2 separate regions of the Anas platyrhynchos genome follow, and region 1 is linked to region 2. The links are chromatin contacts, called in public Hi-C maps. All regions are on one chromosome and are shown on one strand. The core of a region is the stretch at or near the end of the contact, and the rest is flanking DNA. Distances in the headings are between cores, read along the strand shown.

Region 1 (6,878 bases), core at 124-2,623, 45 kb after region 2:
ACCTGCCATTTACCTATAGTACTGTTGCATGGAGAATACAACAGTCAAGAATCTGATAATGAATATTATGAAGACTAAGCAAAATGCCATGGTGAAACTTATTTTCTCCTCAATTCTGCTTTGCTGAAAAAATGAGGCAAAGTCCTCAAAGGAACAAAGCCACTGTGTTCACAGTGACCGGATCTTTGTTCTTGTTTCTGTTAGGGAGACCTGGGTAAAACCCATGCTCTTTCAATATGTCATTACTTCTTCCTCTAGGTCAGTTTTCTAAGGTGACACCCTAGTTTTTTACTGCTTGAGCAAGAGATGATTCTTAGGGAATTAAAGGCAACTTGTTTGTGTAAAGACAGCTTTCATCTATTTAAATTAACACAAAGTGATTGCAATATTCTATACGCAATGAGGGGAGATTTCTGGCCTGAAATGTGCTACAAGAATAGATTCTTGAAAAAAAGCTTCTATCAAGACAAACTCAATAGGCTTGATCGTTATTGACAATACTAAAGCTTTATTATCTTTGCCTTGGTGCGTCTTTCAGTGGAATGTGTTTATTTCTGATAATCACTGCTAAATATGTCTTTCAGCAATAAACCCCAACAGCAAGTTAGGTTCCCTCTGTCACAAGGGGATGAGTCAAGAGAAAATAAAATGTTGAGACCAAGGTCTCCTGTAGCTTTTTTTTTTTTTTTTTTTTTTTTCCAGAAGCCCTGTACTTCAGCATGGTTGTTTTGATTAATTAAGGTGTTTGTTTATTAACCTATCAGGTCTATGAAAGAATTAATCTTTTTACTTATTATTTATTTCAGATCTCAGTTCTTTTAAACTAGATGTTTTTAATTTACTGTAATTTAAGTATGAAGTGTAAGTGACAAGACTGGTGTATTAGTGTGAACGTTGTTTTCAGATGTTCCTTTCTGGGAAGCTGTCCACAGTAATTTGGTTCAAGAAGGCATTTTCTCTGGTATTGGAAATGGATTTATTTAAACATATGAAATACTATTGTGAGAACTGATTTGTGCTCAACCAGATGATGTGTAAATCTCTATCAGTGTCTTTTTTTTCATTCCCTACAGGTACTTAATCGATACATGTCAACACCTCTTATTCCCACCCTCCCAACTCCCATCATTCCTGTCATACCCCCACCATACACAATTGCCACGGGTAGCATACGTGACTGTGTCCGGCTCAGAGGCCTTCCTTACACTGCTGGCATTGACGACATCCTGGAATTTATGGGAGATGCCACAGCTGATATCAAGCCCCATGGGGTTCACATGGTCCTTAATCAACAGGTAACAGCATTTTGCACAGGAGAGCTGACTTTCCAGTTACTGAACCAAATTAGAAGTCATGGTATCTTATTTGCTATGCTTTAGGTCTTCCATAACCTTGACAAAATACTATCTTCTGTTTGACTTTTTCCTTTCTTCCCCAGCACTTCTCCCTACCTTCCCCCATACATGCTTGCTTTTCTTTCTATAACATCCGTATGCCTAAAATGGGAGGAGGTTGAAGCTTGTGGCATGTTTTCTTTGACTAATAGCTTTGTCCTTGAGGCTGCCTTAAATATTCCCTCGTGTTTCAGTCAAATTCTGGAAATACACAAGATGGAAATGGCTCATGTAAGATGGCGTATCTGCCTTGTTCACAGTTTGTGCTCAATCACAGCTGTGTTCTATAAGCCCATTTGTGGAAAAATCATTTTTTTTCTAACTTCATTAGAGACTTATCAGGGTTTAAAGGAATCTGATAATTAAAGTTATGTTTTGGATATATTTTAATGATGTAACCATGAGGATTTCTTTTGTTCTTGTCATCTTGTGTAAAAAATATACTATTGGTCACAGAAACATTGAGGTATTATCCTTAAAGGAAACAAATGAGGGAGATCTACTACATGTACCTCTCTACCCTCTGGAGATGCTTAAAATTCAAATGGAGAAGACCACGATTGGCCTGATGTAACCTGAATGTGTTAGCTAGCTCTGCTTTGGTTTGGATAAGAGGCCTTCAAATTCTGTTTCCATACCAAATTATTCTACGTTTCCTTCTGGAAAAAGGAAGTAGTATTAAGTTAAGGGTGTTGGCTACACAAGTCTTGCCTTTGCTTCTAAAAATAATTGTTGACATGAGGAAGAACACTAATTTGCTTTTCTAAGAACAAAATCTTAATACTTTCTATGTTTCTTTTGCTCTTGTTGTTCTAAAAGCACTTTGATTTAAGATTTTTCTTTTTCATAGGGACGACCATCAGGTGATGCTTTTATCCAAATGAAATCTGCTGACAAAGCCTTTATGGTGGCTCAAAAATGTCACAAAAAAATGATGAAGGACCGTTATGTGGAAGTATTCCAGTGTTCGGGAGAGGAGATGAACTTTGTTTTAATGGGTGGCACTTTAAATCGTAGTGGCTTATCCCCACCGCCATGTAAGTTACCATGTAAGTCTGCAATTCTTCTGCTCTCTGCTGCTAAAGGCTGATATGTGGTAGGTGCTGAAGCTTTGTGGCCTTTCACCTTTTGACTTGGGTTTTGCCATGATCAATAATCATTCATCTGTATACATGCTGAGATTGGAATTGTTCCCTTTGGGCAATAATGGGACTGATTGGAGCCATTTTTATTGTGTTTTCGGTGGTGAATAGAGGGCAGCAAGGCCTTGCCAGTGAAATTGTTGCACACTTTGCTTTTTATGGGTGTACTGTTCTTCTGAGCTCTGCAGTAGACTCGCCTGTAGTGAAACCTACTTGGAATTAGAGGCATTTTTTAAAAGGGGGAGAAATTTTATATTCTAGCTGCCAATGAGTGCTCCTGCTATCTTGCCTTAGAGCATTGAGAAGGTACTCTTTGGGCTTATTTTTGAAGGAAAGCACCCACTGGGATGATATGTTAGTTGGAAGGATATTTAGTTTTTCTATTTTTCTTTTTATTAAATTGTAGTGAACTTTATTGTGGAACTATAATGGAACTTCACTGTACCATTCTAATTAGTCTCACTACCAAATCACAAAGCAGATACAATGTGTATTTGCAAAATGGTAAAAAGCAGCCAAATGTACTATTTAAAAACAATTTGACTGCACACTAAGCTTCGTGTTCTTATGCAAGTCAGGTATTTGTGTCAGAATGCTTCAGACTAGTGATTTAGTGTTTTTTTTCCCTGTTGTGTTTCTTAAAAACTTTTGCCATATCCTAAAAATACTTTTTGAAGCTGCAGTAGGCTTACATATGAAAACTTGTGGTCAGCAGTTGTAGATGCCCACATGTAGCTAATGTTATGGTTCTTTCGTCCCACAGAGTACAACTTCTGTTAGAAAGAAAAAAGGGGTGTGTTGGTGTGCACGCCTGCTTTCTCTATGCATATGGCTTTATGCTTTCTTTAAATAACTCTGAAGTTACCTGCTTTCCATGTACATATGGACACGGCTGCTCAGCTTGAGGAGTTGTGATCTCTTAGGAATTGCTCATTTCAAATGCACCAGTTGTCATTCAGGGTAATGCACAGGGGTCTCCTGGAGAGGGGTTAGAGAGCAGTCAGTCACATTAGGATGAACAGTTCCTTTCCTACTGCAGAGATCTCCATTCTAATTGTTGTTTTTTTTTTTTTTGTTTTGTTGTTGTTGTTCTTGTGTCCTCATTTGTTTTTAGGTCTTTCTCCACCAGCTTATGCTGCTTTCCAAACAGCAGCTGTGATCCCAGCAGAAGCAGCGCTCTACCAGCCACAAGCCCTCTTGCCAGCCGCCAGGACTCCCCAGGCATCAGCTGCTGCTCCTCCAACTGTTACCTACTACCCAGCTCAGGCAGCTCAGCTTTATATGAATTACACAGCTTACTATCCCAGGTACCCTCTAGACTTAACTGCTTCTCTTGCCATTTCATCTCAGTGGAGTAAGCAACTGTGCATTTGGTCTGAAATTTGTACTTAAGGTGTAGACAGTCTTAGGAATTTGTTGACATTAATAAGCGGGGAAAGTAACCCTTTTGACTACTTTTCTGTGGCCTTATAATGAAGTTCAGCTTTTCTGTAGGATTTGGTTGCATCTCGTGATAATGTTGGTATATTGTTTAACAGCATTTTTGGCATTGGGGTGATATCAAGGCAATTCTATTTCTTGACCAAATGAGAAACTGTGTAAATACATGCCTCTGTCCTCCTCTTGGTTTGATCTTGTACTTACAGTACCGTTTCTATACTAATACTACGCTTAGTACCTCTGGTAAGTCTGCTAGATATCTTGTATCAGTGAGACCAAAGAACTTCTTAACATGTATAAGCAAAGCAGGTATCTCTACCTTTTCCCTTCCCATTGATATTATCAACATGGCTTACTGAAGTCTGGTGCTTGAGTCTGTGGGGGAAGAGTTTGTTCATTGACATTTCCTAGGCTTGTGACACTAACCTGACTACATAGTAAATTGCTAGACAGGTCTTGACTGGAGATATTACTTCTTTTGTGGCCTAAAAGCACCATATTTGGGCTCTTGGCTGCTTCTCTTACTATGATTTCCTCCTGCCTCCTATTTGTATGGTTTTATTAATGATCTTAGAACAAGTCATTTGTAGCTTCTGGTTTTCTCCTCCACAGTGAAGTAACAAGTACCACTCTTAACCTCTTCGACTGCAAATGCTAGCTATTTTCCTCTACATCTCTTCCCCAAAAATTGTCAAACGCTGAAGAAAAATAAGGGAAGTCAGCAGAGCAGTCCATATCAAGGCTGTTTCCTCATGTTTTTTTTTTTTTTTTTTGTGCGCGCATGCCTTTTTCGTCTTATTCTCAATTTTTTCAGTTTCATCTTTGCGTGTTCCAGCTACTAAAATCAGTTACTGGTTTTCATAACAATTTTGCCCCTGTTTCTCTTTCAGTCCTCCAGTATCCCCTACCACAGTGGGGTATATCGCAGCTCCTCCAGGAGCTGTAGCTGCTGCTGCCACTGCCACCCACACTCCAATTCTGCCCCAGCCTGGAGCATTAGTCCGTATGCAGGGCTTGCCATATAACACAGGAATGAAGGAGATTCTCAGTTTCTTCCAGGGATACCAGGTTAGTATGCAGTCTCTCTCCCTGATGTTTTATTTGAATTTATTTGATCAGCAGAGATCAAACTGAACAAGCCTATGCTCTTGGAAATTGATGAACATGTTCACAGCACACTGTAGTTTAGAATTAACATTTGCCTTCATACTTATAATAAGCATGTCCAAATTTGAAAGCAGTGATCTAATGCGTGGATATAAGACGTGTTAAAGACTGCTGAGAACAAAGTTCTAGTACAGTAGGCTGCAGTGCAACTCACCACACCTACGTTACAAAAGGAGAGAGACACTGGTGTCAGACACTCTTGCATGGACTATTTATTTTGGTTACAGGAAGGAACATTTTGCATTATGCTGTAACCTAAAGAAAAAAATGTATTCTCCAATCCATGGGATACTGATAGCAAGTATGTTAAGTGCTTATAGATAACTTTGGTCAGTATCTACTGATTTGATACTCTATCAGTAGGCAAACACATAGAAACTTATCTTCTAGAGGAACATTTAAAGAAAAAAAAGCACCATATTTGAATTCAGCAGCACATATTTGAATTCATGGATGGGTCTTTCCATGTCTTCTTCCTTTCATCTCAGAAGATATTGTATCTATATCCATGTTTTGCCATCACATATTTGCTAAAAGGAAAGATAATTGAGTATGGTGTGTTCTGGTGAGTATTTAACCTCTTTGGATAACAGCATTTACATGAATACCAAATCTGTCCTAGTACTACTCAGAAGCCTTTATTTAGAATTTCTTGGTGGGTCTCAAACCACTCTTCAAGTGAAAAGAAGGCAATTTTTACATGAGTTTGTTCTTCAAGCTTATATAAGTTGGTTAACAGTGGTATTGCTGAAGGCTGAGATGCAGATTTTTTTTTCTTTTTTTTTTTTCATGCAAAGAAGCAATTTTTTTCCCCCCAAACGTTGCAGCAGTAATGATCCATTTCTTAACCATTTACAGTTTACCTTTTTCTAACTGACTGCTTTTTGGTGGATGGATGTATGGATGGTGGTTGTATTAAAACCTTAAGTGTGGGGATAGCTTACTTCCTAAACTGAAATTCAGCTATAAGTGTAAGTGTGCTGTTGAAAAATTACATGAGTCTGTCTATGCATGGAGCAGGTCAGTGACTTCCAACATCTAGTAGCCCTGGCATCCACTAGATCTTCAATTTAGCGAAGCGGGACTCCGGGTCTGGTGTTAAATTAGAGCTTTTCCTTATTTTCTGAATTTAAAGAGTAGTTTCTAGCCTTTGTGTTAAGCGGTTAAATGTTTCAAATGAATGGAAATTTTACCACAGTGTGAAAGCTATTCATATTCTTCTGCTGCAGCCTCTTGACATCATTAGTTACTGTGATTAAATTGGTCACCTCTTTGATTTCTTCAGAAGATGTTGTCCAAATGAGATCGGGTTCAATATCTTATAAAGGAGCCAAGGAATTATTTTGAATTGTTCTTGGAATCCCACATGTGGTAATACTGGTTTTATACTCCCTCATTCCTTTAGGGGAAAACAGAGGTGGTGACTTACTGTACTGGGACAATATTATGTCTCTGGAGGAATAACTAATCTTTTTTTTTTTTTTCTTTTTTCCCCCCCTTCCCTCTCTCCTCACATTATTTTTTCATTTTCTGCTGCTGCCCAAGGATGCATTGCACGATGCTTCTGGTCATTTATAAAGTGAGCCCTTAATAATCGTCAGTGGTTTGGGGCATGGTTTTAATCTCTGCATAACTAATTGATGTTGGTATTCAATGGGCTTGGGAAATAGATCGGAAAATCTGAGATTAAAGGGTGATTTTTTTTGTCTTTGTATGTCCTTGTCTGAAAGGAGCA
Region 2 (6,980 bases), core at 394-2,893:
ACTTTCATAACTGTTTTTTGTTTTTTTTTTTTTTTGTAAGCAAATAATGACATTTTGTATATTGCAAAGTAACTAGTAAATAAACAAATCAGTTGAATTTGTCCACTGAAGGACAAGATCCTTATTCTTTTAGCGATATGTGGGGATCAACACATCCTCAAGCAGTGCAGAACAAAATGTAAAGGCTGTCCTTGAACCCGAAGCCCTGCTGTCCATGACCCTTGTTTTTTTGCTCTTCAGTGGAAAAACTTAGTGTGAAAAATTGAGTCATATTAATGTCTATCTGTCACACAATAATCAAGTGTCGTGGTTTTGTGAGTTTCAGAACCCAAAATTTCTTTGTAAACATGAAGTCCTTATATTAGATTACCAACTTAATATAACAAAAAGATTACCAGGTTCACATAAGGAAACATAAACAATGGCAACAACTAAAAGGTCATTATAATTAATTTTGTGATTATAAACAATGGCAACAATTAAAAGGTCCTTATAATTAAATTTATAATTATATTTTTACATGATTCATATATATTAATGTATTTTACGTGTTGAATGTATTTTGTAAATGATTAACTGTGTTTTATAAAGTGTGTGACTTTTATATAAGGCACTAATTGAAATCCCTGTCTTTCTGAAGTGATTATTTATCTAGCTACAGTTGAAGCCTTTCTTTGTAGTTAAAGTAACATAGATATATTTGGCACCTTGACTATAAACACATTTGAAGCTTTCCCTCCACTCCAGTCATTGATGAAGGTCCAGTTCACTTTATTAAGTAATTCTTTTCATGCACCAAATTTGTTATTTCGAAGCACGAAGTGTTATTTCAATTATTGATTTCTAATAATGATTTTTCATTGCCAGAAGAAATTCTCTGTTGAATTGGAGAAGGCTAAAGAAAGTCTTTCAAGTCTTTTCAATATTCCAGGCAAGATGTCTCTTTCAGAGCATTTCTGTGGTCTCTTGCTCTCTTAAGCTATGTGATGACAAAGGTAAAAAGGCAGACATTGTTAAGTGCATCAGCTCCTTCAGACCCCAAGTTAGCTCTCACAGTGAGGCCAGCAAAATTCTTATATTGCCTCTGTATGTCAAATATGTTATGAACCACCAATCGCTGTGTTTACTAGAGTGTTGTTGAAAGTTCACAAATTGTAGACATTTTTTTTGCAGTTGTGAATGTCATAGTGTTGTGACAATCTTCTCCTAGAAGACTGTCATTAAAATGTGAGGTATCTTGGAAATCTTACACCTATTTAGCATGTGAAATTTGTAGCATCTTTTAAGAACAGCTACATAAAGTACAAGATAAATCACTGTAAGAAACATCCCCGAACATAGTGCACTTGGGACAAATCAGGCATCCTGTGGTTATTGCTTCTCTTTCTTCGCTTTGATTGTATGCAGTTCCTTTAAGTCACTACCCCAATGTAAATATTTCAGGGTCAAATCAACTTGTGTGGCACAGAGCTGAATAATATTGTCTTATCTTTCTACTGTATTTTTCATCCGTGTTCATAGACCAGCATGTAACTACATCATCCTGGAAAGAGCATCCTGGAAAGCTCTGTGCAAGGTATGAGCAGGTATGTGCTGCAGCTACAGCACACGAAGATACAGCCTTTGGTAACTGCTGTGGCGAACCGCTAGAGGCTGCTAAATAAACGCAGCCCACAGCCTCAGCCCTTAAGGAAGACGGATGAGATCATGGGTACAACTGAGGAAAAAAATATTACTAGAGAAGTTGCCTGAAAGACAATGCATTCTTCCCATTGGGACAGTAAGGAGTTACAGGAATAGAAGAAGAAAAAAAAAAAAAAAGTGGAGATTTCCGTTTCTGATTTCTGGGTTATTTTATTTGCTAGCTATGAGCTTTAAAAGCTGAAGACAAGATCTTGCTGACTAATGCTATTTCTATTACTCATAGGCTACTCTGCTTAATTAAATTGAGGGAAAAAAAAGAAAAAAGAAAAAAAAAAAAGCCTGAATCCCTGAACTTAAATTATATATATACATCAGAAAAACATCTAAAACAATGTAGACATGAGTTCTGTTAACCAGAATGGATCAGACAATAGGAGTAAGTTGCATGTACCAGAATCTAGAGACAGATACAATGGAAGAACAAAGAAAGTATCAGAGGCAAATGTGGGCTCTAAAATGGCCTCCCAAAACGGTGGTAATCTGAATATCCCGAAATACACATCAGCAAATTTAGTACTGTGGAGTCGAAAGAACGGTGAAGTCAGAAGCTTACTAGTAGCACAGTGCTGATTCATCTGGGGTGTTAAATGTTGCATCAGTTAAGCAACAATTGAGAAAGAAGCTGTTTCCTGGAGATTAACGGGTGATGGGGAAGGCTTAATGGCCTGAGGCTGCTTTTGTTATTAAAAGGTGGGATGGGGAAGAAAAATCCTGGCTGCACAGTATTTATTCATGAGCAAAGCTTGCTAGCAAATAGGGACAGGATGTTCCTAAAATGACTATAGCAGTCGTCAGATTGGAGCCCCTTCTCAAAAACCTGAATTTCTTTATAGCAGACTAAAATTATGCTTACAGCAACTGTTTAAAGGGTTTGTCTATGCACACTGCTATAAATAAATCTGTTTGGAAGTACCTAAGGAGGACAAGCAGAATGCATGTGCTTGTGCATCTGATGTGTTGAAAAGATCTGTCTCCATACCATCAAGCTTTTGTGATATTCTGGGAAACAAACACTGACAGTCTTGTCCAAGATCATTTTCTTTCTCATATTTTGATTTTTATAGAAAGTTTAAGGACAGTGCTGTTCTGTTCTACTTCTCCAGCTGTTACATGTGTGTGTTCTCACTCTAAAAAGATTTGAAAATGTAAGATTCAAAAAGTAATGTAAAGACTACACAGAGGCTAATTGGTTGCTATGGATATTTAAAATAATACTGCTAAGCAGCTATGAGTGCATGACTCATTAATGGAGAGTTGGCTTCTTACTGCTTAATCTCATTTTATTGCTTTGCCTCCTTCCCTACATGCATCTATAAAGTAACTTTTACGTCGTTAGACCAGTATGGAGGCATAGTCTGTAGGAGGCACTGATTAGGATGTGTGCCATAATATTCTAGTTAGGAAATCTTAAGGAAGTCTGTTCTTTATGGCACCTCTCATACTAACATATTTGTTTGAAGGACCCTATAAGGGCACAATTCCATGATCGTTCTTCTGGGCAGCAGTACTTGCAAAAGCAGCAGCATTTCTAAACCCAGCCTGCCCCCCCAAAAAAAGAAAAAGGATGTGAAACTGCAACTTAATTTAACTAAAAGATAGTTTGGGAGTCGAAGTCTTAATAAAACAGCTTTATACTCGTGGTTACAAAGACAAAATCATCCTTTTTTTTTTTTTTTTTTTTAAAACAGGTAATGAAAGGGATGTTGCATCACTGTAGAACAAAGTTAAGTTGGTGACCAAAAGGTGTTTTACTGGTGATTTAACAAGTTGCACTGGCTGAGCTTGAGTCTGACCACAGCAGGTATACAGAAATGGGATATGTGAAGCTGGGAAAGAAAAGAATGGGGAAACAAGAAGGACTTCCCACTTTTGCTGGTGGTAATTTCAAAAATTGCTTAGAAAAGTTTTGCTTGAAAAGGTAAATGTCAAACTAAAACTTCCTGATCAGAGTTTAAGTTCAGAATTCAATTCAAGCTTGCAGATGTTGTTCATAACATTGAACAGGTTATGTGAGCCTGTTCAAACCATTAAAGTTTCAGATTTAGGTATGAATACCTATCTTAAAGTTTCTCTTGCTAATATTATGCAATGAAACAATACATACAAAATGCAAATGCCCTCAGTCAAGTACGCAGTAATCTTACCATGTACACTAAGATGAAAAGTCACAGAGCAGTGTATCAGTTTAAGGAACTGCTAAGATCATAGTAAACTGTAGCCCAGTATTCTCTTTGCAACGCTGCTGACACTTTTAAATATGCTACCACCTATAACCAGTTTGTGTCCTGTCATCTGGAGTACTTCTGAACAGCAGAAAAGATCATGTGAACGCTCCCCAGCACTGTACAGGAAAAATCATCTCAAATGTCTTAAAACACTTTTGTTGGCTGTTGAAAGTAAAGCAGATGACTTTGAAGGAAATTAGATGGGATGTACATGCCCTGGTCTGACAAACCCATAGGACTGTACTTTCTTCTGTGGAAGCTCAGATAAGCAAATGGGATTTATTGGTTTCAGCTGACAAAACTGTTCAAAGTAATCTATAGCAGGTCAGGAAACCTATGCCTTACTCTAAGGCTGAATAGATCTTCGAAATGTTTTTGGCAGGCCAAATATTAGTACATACTTCTGTATTAACTAGTAACAATTTGCGCTATGAAAAAGTGATTGGCTGTAGGTCCCACAAGAACTGGATTAAGTTGTGAATTGTGTTCACCTTCTGGATCATAGCTTGACTACCCTGACCTACATTAGTAGAACACATTCAAGCAGAGGATGCCATGTTACTCAGCTGTGAGGGTTAATGCCCTGACGATGAAAGTTAAACTGAGCAAACAAATGGACATTTGCCATTTACCATATGTGATGCAGTGTTTCTATTAACAAACACTGCTACTACTGATTGTTCCTATGGACTATAAATTCTTTCCAGAACTACAACTCAAGATAAAAGATTCATTTTTTTTCTAAGAAGTTTAAATTCTCCTTTTTGCCTCCTTCCTCCTTGAGACAAGCTATTCAGCAGTGCTACAGCAGCAGAAGTACATTTGTCCTCTTGGCTTGGGTGTATTGTGCATGCACTGCCTAAGAACACTTTCAAAGGTGACCTAATTCTGGGTGGGCTATAAACAAAAACACTTGTTTAAAACAGGAAAGAGAATATCCATGGCCTCTTCAAGGTTTGTGTCTATCACCCTTATGTTATGAAAGTCTCATATCTGATTCCCACGTCATTTTATATGTATATAAACATACCTATTTTGTATTTAAAATTGGATATGTCTATTATCCTGTGGTTTTCTTTGTAGTGCATATGAAGTGTGAGACTTATTACTGTTTGAACATGCCTCCTGTATGTTTTTAGATACAGCTACATGTTTTGATACACTTCTTCAAGGTAAAAAAAAAATAAAAAATCAAAGCCAGAGACCATATAAACCTGGGGGGAAAAGTCTGATCATTGGGAGGTATTCAATTGTCATCTTCCCAAGACATTAAGGAGAATTGTTAGAATTAAGATGAGGGAAGCATGAGAAACAGAAGGCTAAACTGTGCACACAACTGTTGAACAGTTTTCTTCCAAACAAAAACAAGAATGTTTTTATGTCAAGTGAGTCATTTAAGGTTGACTTTGCTAATCTGAAGGTGTTAGTCAGTAGAGTGGTCCAAAAGCAGAAGTAGTCTAAGTGCAGCTTAATGTTACATGTTTATTTCATGCAAATTAATGCAAATTCATATATAAATATGAAGCCATAGGAGAAAATCCATGTTGAGGTTTTGGTTCAGATGTTAGCACCTACTATTTGATTAGAAGGTGAGACAGTAACTGCAGAGCACTAGTGTAGGATACTATGCCACTACCATCTTTCAGTGAATTTCTCATGAGACATTATTTTTTTCATGAGGAAACAAATGCATTACCATACTGTGTTTGCCTAAAGGCCTTCCCCATTAATTTCAGCTTTATAGGGCATAATTCTCTGCCTGCCTAAACCAATGTGTGGCCTTGTAGAGGTTAAATGACAGTTATGTTCCATTAATATAATTCTGCTCCTCAGCAATGGGCAAAGGACAAAGTTTGGAATCTTCAAGATGATGATCATTATTATGAATAACCCTAAAATCTGCATTCATTGCGTCTTCAGTGGCAGAATAAAGGCATCCGAATAGTGCATAGGAATAGGGAACAACGAGCAAGTGCAACAGTAACAATGCATTCTCTATTCAGATGGATCCAGAGTCCAGTAACTAGAATATAGCTAATATATATAAAAATAGCAATAAAGCTTTTCATTTTTTGATTTACATTTCAACAGGAAATCACCCTTTTACTGTTCAGGATTGTGAAATGAATTGTCGTAAGGCCTGCTGAAGTCTTTTATCTTTTAACTTCTACTGAGTTTACTCAGCAGGAAGCAATAGTGGGATTCCAACACAACAAGCTAGCTCTGTGCAGAATGCTGCCCTCACAACTGACATCTGTCACATCACCCAAACTTCTTGAGAAACTGAGTCAATGGTAAGAAAAAAAAATATTTAGTAGGAATGTGAATTGTATCACATTTGGCATCTTTGAAGTCCATGGAAAATAATCAGTCATGATCCAACTTTGGACTAAAGCCTGCCATAGAGTTCCTTTATACTCTTAACTACAGCATATCTCTATCTGCTTCCAAAGGTCCTGTCAAGCAGATGCCTCTTGGATTGTGGCTAAAATACAATTCTAGGTTCTTTCAAAGTAGCAACAGATATCCTGAGTTCCCAGATCTCACAGATGATATTCTGCTAGTCACTCCTTTTGTTATAGCAAGGATACCAAAGTGAGGCATACTGACTATGACTGTGGTGGTGATCTAAGGTTGAGTTGAACACAACAGCTTTGTGTTGAGTACATAACAATAGCCCAATCTAAAAGGAAAACAATTATTAAGGGCTACGTAAGGAGCAACTGTTGCAAAGGAATAACAACTTTTGAGTGATACTGCTTAAAGATGAAGGTATTGCTGGAAGGAAAGGAGGAAATGTACCCTAAAGAAGCATTTTTTGTGGAAGGAGTGTTTCTCTTCTAGGCAATCATTCTAAAGAAATAAATAAGTTTCTATGCACTGCTGGTAGAAAAGCCATGTTCAAATCAAATGTAAAAATATTAAGTATATAATGGCATTGTAGCAGGAGTGAATTTCACCCCATTAAAACAGTTTTTCTTTGAAGTGTCATTTCCCTTCACTGGAGGGGAGGGACAGGCAGTACTGACTATATGTCTTAATGTATTAAAT

What was found. A called contact is a pair of places that touch in the nucleus more often than the background predicts.
Region 1: a Hi-C map of liver shows a contact between it and region 2, with 2.5 times the contacts expected there. The contact joins two enhancer-like sites. A contact is called at or near these places in 3 of 8 Hi-C or Micro-C datasets (F1 follicle, liver and skeletal muscle).

What each region holds. Positions count from the first base shown.
Region 1 is chr12:14,148,323-14,155,200 of IASCAAS_PekinDuck_T2T, forward strand. ESRP2 (epithelial splicing regulatory protein 2) reads left to right here. Exons shown (of 16, transcript XM_072043918.1): 12 at 1,074-1,295; 13 at 2,245-2,431; 14 at 3,651-3,843; 15 at 4,867-5,044. Among named protein-coding and RNA genes, the nearest start is that of ESRP2, 31 kb to the left of the region's middle. Within about 2 kb of position 1,374, at least 1 of the 8 cell types and tissues checked has an H3K27ac peak or open chromatin away from gene starts, as enhancers often do.
Region 2 is chr12:14,102,763-14,109,742 of IASCAAS_PekinDuck_T2T, forward strand. It overlaps LOC106019018 (a long non-coding RNA gene), which reads left to right. Exons shown (of 15, transcript XR_011812245.1): 12 at 3,393-6,223. Among named protein-coding and RNA genes, the nearest start is that of ESRP2, 14 kb to the right of the region's middle. Within about 2 kb of position 1,644, at least 1 of the 8 cell types and tissues checked has an H3K27ac peak or open chromatin away from gene starts, as enhancers often do.